2 separate regions of the Gossypium hirsutum genome follow, and region 2 is linked to region 1. The links are chromatin contacts, called in public Hi-C maps. All regions are on one chromosome and are shown on one strand. Each heading gives the region's core, a stretch centred on a gene start, on an enhancer-like site or on the middle of the called end of the contact. The rest is flanking DNA. Distances are from core to core; before and after follow the strand shown. Region 1 holds the start of LOC107897752 (glutathione reductase, chloroplastic). Region 2 holds the start of LOC107897032.

What was found. A called contact is a pair of places that touch in the nucleus more often than the background predicts.
Region 2: a Hi-C map of leaf shows a contact between it and region 1, with 2.5 times the contacts expected there. The contact joins the promoter of LOC107897032 here to the promoter of LOC107897752 in region 1. A contact is called at or near these places in 7 of 34 Hi-C or Micro-C datasets (callus, hypocotyl and leaf).

Annotation. Positions count from the first base shown.
Region 1 is chrA10:65,907,291-65,910,350 of Gossypium_hirsutum_v2.1, reverse strand. It overlaps LOC107897752 (glutathione reductase, chloroplastic), which reads right to left and starts at 1,344. Exons shown (of 17, transcript XM_016823325.2): 1 at 1,208-1,344; 2 at 904-1,095; 3 at 1-18. The coding sequence starts at 1,044. It overlaps LOC107897754 (pentatricopeptide repeat-containing protein At4g01400, mitochondrial), which reads right to left and starts at 2,738. Exons shown (of 1, transcript XM_016823326.2): 1 at 2,025-2,738. The coding sequence starts at 2,738. The coding sequence ends at 2,025.
Region 2 is chrA10:66,347,288-66,350,777 of Gossypium_hirsutum_v2.1, reverse strand. It overlaps LOC107897032, which reads left to right and starts at 1,796. Exons shown (of 11, transcript XM_016822363.2): 1 at 1,796-1,977; 2 at 2,106-2,189; 3 at 2,654-2,749; 4 at 2,836-2,911; 5 at 3,009-3,104; 6 at 3,239-3,312; 7 at 3,404-3,490. The coding sequence starts at 1,924.

The DNA of each region.
Region 1 (3,060 bases), core at 95-2,594:
GAGCTCACAAATCCCAACCTTCAAACATGAAAATTGATTTAAATAATAGATAGATAAATAAAAATGGAATTTTTAAAATACAAAAATGAATATTTGAGAAGAAAAGTATAGAAAGTAGAAATAAAAAAGTCAAAATAAATTTCAAGACAACAAAGTTGCAGAAGAGCGAAAAGCTGAAATGACTAACAACTCCATCACAGCAGAAACAGAAAATGTGCAAAAAGTTTAGTGATCAAAATTAAATGAAGGAAGAAAAAGAACAGAACAATAATCAACGAGTTAACCAAAAGAGTATCTTAATATAGCAGAATATAGCACTGAATTTTACTAAAAAAAAAAAAATCTATTTCTCATTTTCTATAACAGAAAAACCATTTAGATTAAACAATCTATGTCGCTAGCAAAAACAATTATATAAATATATAAAAGAGAGAGAGAGAGAGAGACAGAGAGAATTCAAACATCTGATTAAGCCACCAGCCCACTACCCCACCATAAAAATAAATAACATATACGAATGAGACCCTAATTGTTTTTCTCCCCCAATTTCAATTGTTAGGCAAGAAGCAATTAAACACAGGTTGAAGCCGTTGTTTTTTTGCAGTTCATTTACATGTTTCTCTTCAAATGCTAGCATCCAGTAAGAACACAAATCCGAAACAAAATCTCACTTAAAAAAAAAATTGTCTCTTCACCGTTGCTAAATTAAGGAATATAATCTCATTTAAAAGTGATACTCTTCACCTTCATTAACCGAACACAATCAAACCATCCCATTCAAAATCGATGATCACATTTAAAATAAAAAGAAAATCTATGTTTCTCCAACCAAACATTAACAAAGTTCTATTTCGTTTAATTTATTAGCTTAAATGAAGAGATCATGGAAATCGGAACACACACCTTTGCTCCATAGTTAGCGGAGAACCTGGCAGCGCGAACACCACCGCTTCCAGCACCGATGACAAACAAGTCGAAATCATATTCAGCTCCCTCTTTATTCGTTTGGTTTAATTCTCCATCAACCAACATCTTCCTTGCCATGATTGCTTGCTTCAACTAACTATGTTAAAAACAGAAACTCTAAATCCAAGACTGGAACAACAACAAAAATCAATAAGCGCCAGCCTCAGTTTGGCTTCCAAGAAAATCACAAGATATAATAAGATTGAAGCGTTGAATTTCGAAATAAAAAAAGGAAATATACCTGAAGTGAGTTTTCCTCGATAAATGAAAAGCAACGAATTTGGGATTTGATTTGGGCGTTTGCGAGGCTCTATAGTGAAGAATAGCAGCCTTTCCAAAAAAAAATAAAATTCTTTTTGATAGTCAAGACAGGCCTTTATTAATACGTAAGCACTAACGTTTGCAATGACAGATAGTTGACACGTAGCACAGTCGGCTACTGCATTTGCCTTACCTCGTATATCATAGTGTGGTGTAAAATATGTAAATTGCACTAACAGTCACTCAATTTTAGAATAATTAACAAAATAGTCACTTAGGTTTCATATCAGTCACTCAACTTTTAAAAAATAATAAAACAGTCACTAACGTTATAAAAAAGTGACAAAATAATCACCGATTAACAATTTCCATTAGGGGTTAACGGGACAGCTGATGTGACAATTTAACCAGCTGATGTGGCAAGTTAACTTGCCACATTGGATGTACATAGTAAAACCCACCCAATTTAAAAAAAAATTGAAAAAAAAATAACGTTAATAATAGAGAAGAAGAAGAAGAAGAGACTGTAAAAAAAAATCTTCTTTGCCTCTTCCTCTGTAACCTTCCGCCATTGTTGTCCTGGCAATATCGATCTTTCAATTTCTTGGATTTCCCATGGACTCCATCTCAAAAAAAAAATCTTATCTGTTCAAACAAAATCTTCGCTGCTTGGTTTAAGTCAATGAGTTCTTCTACAAATCTCTACACTTTCTCTATTTGGTATTACAACACATCTAGAAATAACGCCCTTGTTTGGTCGGCTAATAATTCTCCACTGACCCAAAATTCGTCTCTTGTCATCGGCCACTGATGGTGTAATTTAATCGATTAACACAGCCAATAAAAAAGTGATGACAGGCAGGTAACTTGTCATAGCAACAGCTAAAGTTGCAGTGGTATAAACAAGGGCGATACCATTGATATCCAAGCTTAAAGTTGTCCTGAAATCTAAAATTTCGCAATAGTTGATATGATTTCTTCCACTGTAATGGCTGTGCAAAAACCTTAATAGCATCCATAGCTCTTCCTTCTCTAAGCTTCTTCTTCCTACACAAACTATTCAACAAAGTAGTATAACTCAATGAATCTGGTACAAATCTTTTATTCAACATATCTTCTAACAAATCTACAGCTCTATTCACTTGACTCTTCTTGCATACCCTTTGCATTAATATCCTATAAGACTCGACATCAGGCATAACACCTCTCTCAAACAATTTTTTGAACAGTTTGTATGCAATACTTAAGTCCCCATTCAAACAAAATGCACCCATCAAAATGTTGTAAGATTTGGTATTGGGGAAAACACTATATTTATAGGCAATCTTGAAAAGGTCGAAAACAGGCATGATGAAGTCACGATGAGAAACAAGCAGCTCAAGGATATGATTTAAGTTTCTGAGTAAAGGCTTAACATTGAATTCAAGCATTTTGTAGAACACATTGAGAGCTTTCTGGGATAAATCAGCTTCAGCATAGATTTTGATGAGGTAAGAAAAGAGAGTCGACATAGATTTTGATCGGATTTGAGACGAATGAGAAGGTTGTTGACAAGATAAAAGTGCTTGGAACCACCGAATTTGAGAATGAGGATGAGGAAGGAAGAGTAAGAATGACAAAAACCGGGTTGGGTGGTGACAACATCGAAGATTTCTTTAGCGAGGAGAGGGTCGGATTAGGCGGATATCAGTTTCAAGACTCATGTAGGGGAAGCTATTGGCGACAGCGACGGTTGCCGTTGATTTGAAAACTGGACACATCTCTATTTTTTCTCTTCTTCTTCTTCTTCTCTTTTTAAACCCTAAATTAGTGCTGATAGGGCTGTTAAATTGG
Region 2 (3,490 bases), core at 547-3,046, 440 kb before region 1:
TTTTAAAATTTTAAATACACAATATTCAGTTACTTATTATATAAATAATTAAAATCTTCTATTTAAAATTAAAGTATTACTTTTTTAAATTTTTTGGTTAACATAAACATAATAATTTAAATATAAATTAATTTAGTATATTTATTTATTATTACGTAAATTCATTTAATAAAAGTCTTTTCATGAAATCAATATTTTTATCTATAAGTATGATAAAATTTTTTTATTCAAATAAATTTATTTAACTAAATATTTTACTAACATTAAAATTATCATTTATAAATGTTATAAATAACAAAAAAATTAAAATGATAAATTCAGGAATATAATGAACCACCAAAAGCCAAGGCTATATTGGAAATAGAGGTGTGCATGGGCCGGGCTATTCGGCCAGGGCCGAAGGCCCGCCCGAAATGTGAGAGGGTTTAGACAAAAATATAGGCCCGAAAAATGGATTTGGACAAAAAAAAGGCCCGTTTAAAAAATAGGCCGGGCCTCGGGTAAGATATTTTTAGCCCGGGCCCGGCCCGAATTCACTAAAGGACAAAAAAATCTAAATATTTTTATTTTTTATTTTTGAGTGTTATTTTCTTGTTGTTTTCTCCATATTTTGCTACCATTTTACTATTATGTTGCTATTATTTTGTTGTTATTGTTTGGATATTGTATAAAATTTAATTTATTGTTAATTTTCTTATTATTTTAAAGGCATTTGTTAATTTTTTTATTATTTTAGAAGCAATTGCTTGTTAAGTTGCATTTATCTTAGTGTTATTTAAGTTTACATATTTTTCAAAATTTATTTTCAATTTGTTGGGAAATATTTATTTTGATATTTTTAGTATTTTTGATGTACTATATATATTTAAAAATAATAATATAATATAAAAAATTAATAAGGGCGAGCCGGGCCGGGCTCGGGTTTTAGTATTTTTATCCGGGTTGAGCTTGGGTAAAATTTTAGGCCCATTTTTTGGGCCCAGCCCGGCCCGAGCCCAATAAATTGGCATGATTTTTTAGTTGAGCCTGACCCGAACCCGGCCCGACCCGGCCCATGAACACCTCTAATTGAAAATATGTTTCACTAAACTGTGCTTTTATATATTATATATGGGGAATTCATTTACACCGATATAAAATTATACTTTCGTATCTCTTTGTATTATTAAATTTTAATAATCAAACCATCATATTTTATATTCATTCATATAGATAATGCATGTCAAATTTGATGTAAATTAAAAAATTTTAACTACTTTTTATGTAAATAAATTTTAATAGTTCAATAAATATTAATATATATATTATTTTATACTTTTATAATAGAAGATATCAGATTGATTTGAAAATTTACTTGCATGGCAAATATAATTAGGGAAATTATTTGGTGCACTGTTAGTGGGGGTTTTAGAATCCACAAGTAGGGTCAGGAGATTGACAAGTGTCATATAAGAGTATAGTAAATTATTTTAATTTTTTAAAGTTACTTATAGAATAAAAAAGTACATTGCTAGTGTACCAAATATTCACTTATATAATTATATCGATAAATTTAAAATTTTAGATTATTAAAATATATTAATTGTATAAAAAGATAAGCAACAGTATAATCCCTCCGTATTATATATTGATTTTTCAGTATAGATTATAAATTATAGATGAAGCATGTAACATGTTTTTGGACTTTTAATATCATCACAAACTTTATTTTCCAATACTGGCCCAAGAACTCAACCCAATCAGTACCTCAACAAACGACGTCGGTTTGAATATGAAGCACCACGACGTCGGTTTTGTAGATAAAAACTAAAGCTCGTCCTCTTCCTTGGTTCTTTCGTCCTCTTCCATCTCCAGTCCCGTGATCGCGAAACCACCACACACATCGTACTCTTCTCTTTTCTCACAATTATCCCTTCTCTTGCAATGAAGATTTTCTCCGTTTTCTTAATTTCCTTTCTCTTCTTCGCATTTCCTAGGGTTTGCTCTCTTTCTTCTTCTCCTCTCTCAATCTGTTTTAATATAATTGGATCTGTTTGTAATTAATTTAATTTAATTTAATTTAATTGATTCGATTTTATTTTTTTATTTTTCTGATTTCATCACAGGCTGAATCTACTGGATCCGTTTTCTTCATTGATAGTACAAATAATCAATTTCTTCGCTCTCAGTCCTCCAACGATGTTGCTCAGGTTTAACTATTCATTTCCTTAATTTGAAATTAATTTCTTTTAATTTATATTTTATGATGGATTTTAAGCATCAAGAGATTGTGGATGGTTTTCTATTTGGCCAGAATATGTAAATTTGGAAACTAATATCTTGAATCTTATTAGGATTTAAATTCAGTAATTTAGCTTATGCATATGCTTTACTTTGTATATCACCCTTTTTATTTTTCTTCTTCATATTAATTTTGAAGATTGTACTGATAACTTCTTGTCACTATCTTTTTACTGTAAGTTATATATGATAAAAAGTGTATATATTGTCTTCTTAGATGGATCTTGGAAATAGTGGGGGTAGTATTTTCTTCTAAACCCTTTTATTTTTCTTTTTGTCACGCGTATTTGATTATCCTTTGTTCGTCATGTCTCTAATTTTTAACCTAATTCTGATCTTGCTTCTCACTTCCATTCTTTTTCCACTTAAATAGTCAGAGTCGATGCTGTTAACTGAAGTTGGTGCTACTGTATCAGTCTTGCTTGGTTTTGCACCACCCACTACCCTTTCAGCTGCTGGTTCATCTAAGGTCGTTCTTTAGTTATTAATCCTGAGTAATTAGCTTTTTTAATTCTTTGTTTTTTCAAAAGCTTGAAAGACATACTTTTTTTGCAGCTAAATGAGGTTCTCATTCCTAATCCATTTAATAGACCTCGAGCTGTTTTTATGCTTGAAGTCAGTGGAATCGATGGTATCTTCACTTTAACTTGAAGTGCATTTTCTGTGTTTTCTTTTTCTCCTACTCTCTCCTCTGCATTTTATTTAAATAAATGTTCTTCTGTCTTCAGATCCTCTTGTTGTTGACCCCAAGAATGCTATCTTCGGAAGAGCCTTGAAGAGTAGTGTAGATCTTGGCTCAAGTAAAGCAGACATTCAGCTTCTAGGTATCTGATCATTTGTCACAATGTAAAACTAGCACACTTTAGTCATAACTTTTCATGTTTTTTTGAATATATTTCCTAAATGCTTCTATTCATTAATTCATTGGGATCTGTTCATTATATTAATTTTCTTGCAGATGAAGAGGAAGTGTCTGTGGTTTCTTTGGATGAGCCTCTTGGAGATTACACTGAAGAAGATATTATTGACTTTGTTAGTTTACTATTTGATACCCTATTTGTTTCTCTTCTCGGGTTTTTATTTTGGTCACACATGTCATAGTGGTTTATATATATATGTTTAGGCATCCTGGTTGGGTGGATCATATGTTGCTGATGCTGCAAAACCTTTTCATGGAGTAATGACTATTCCTGTGGCAGATGTTGACAAT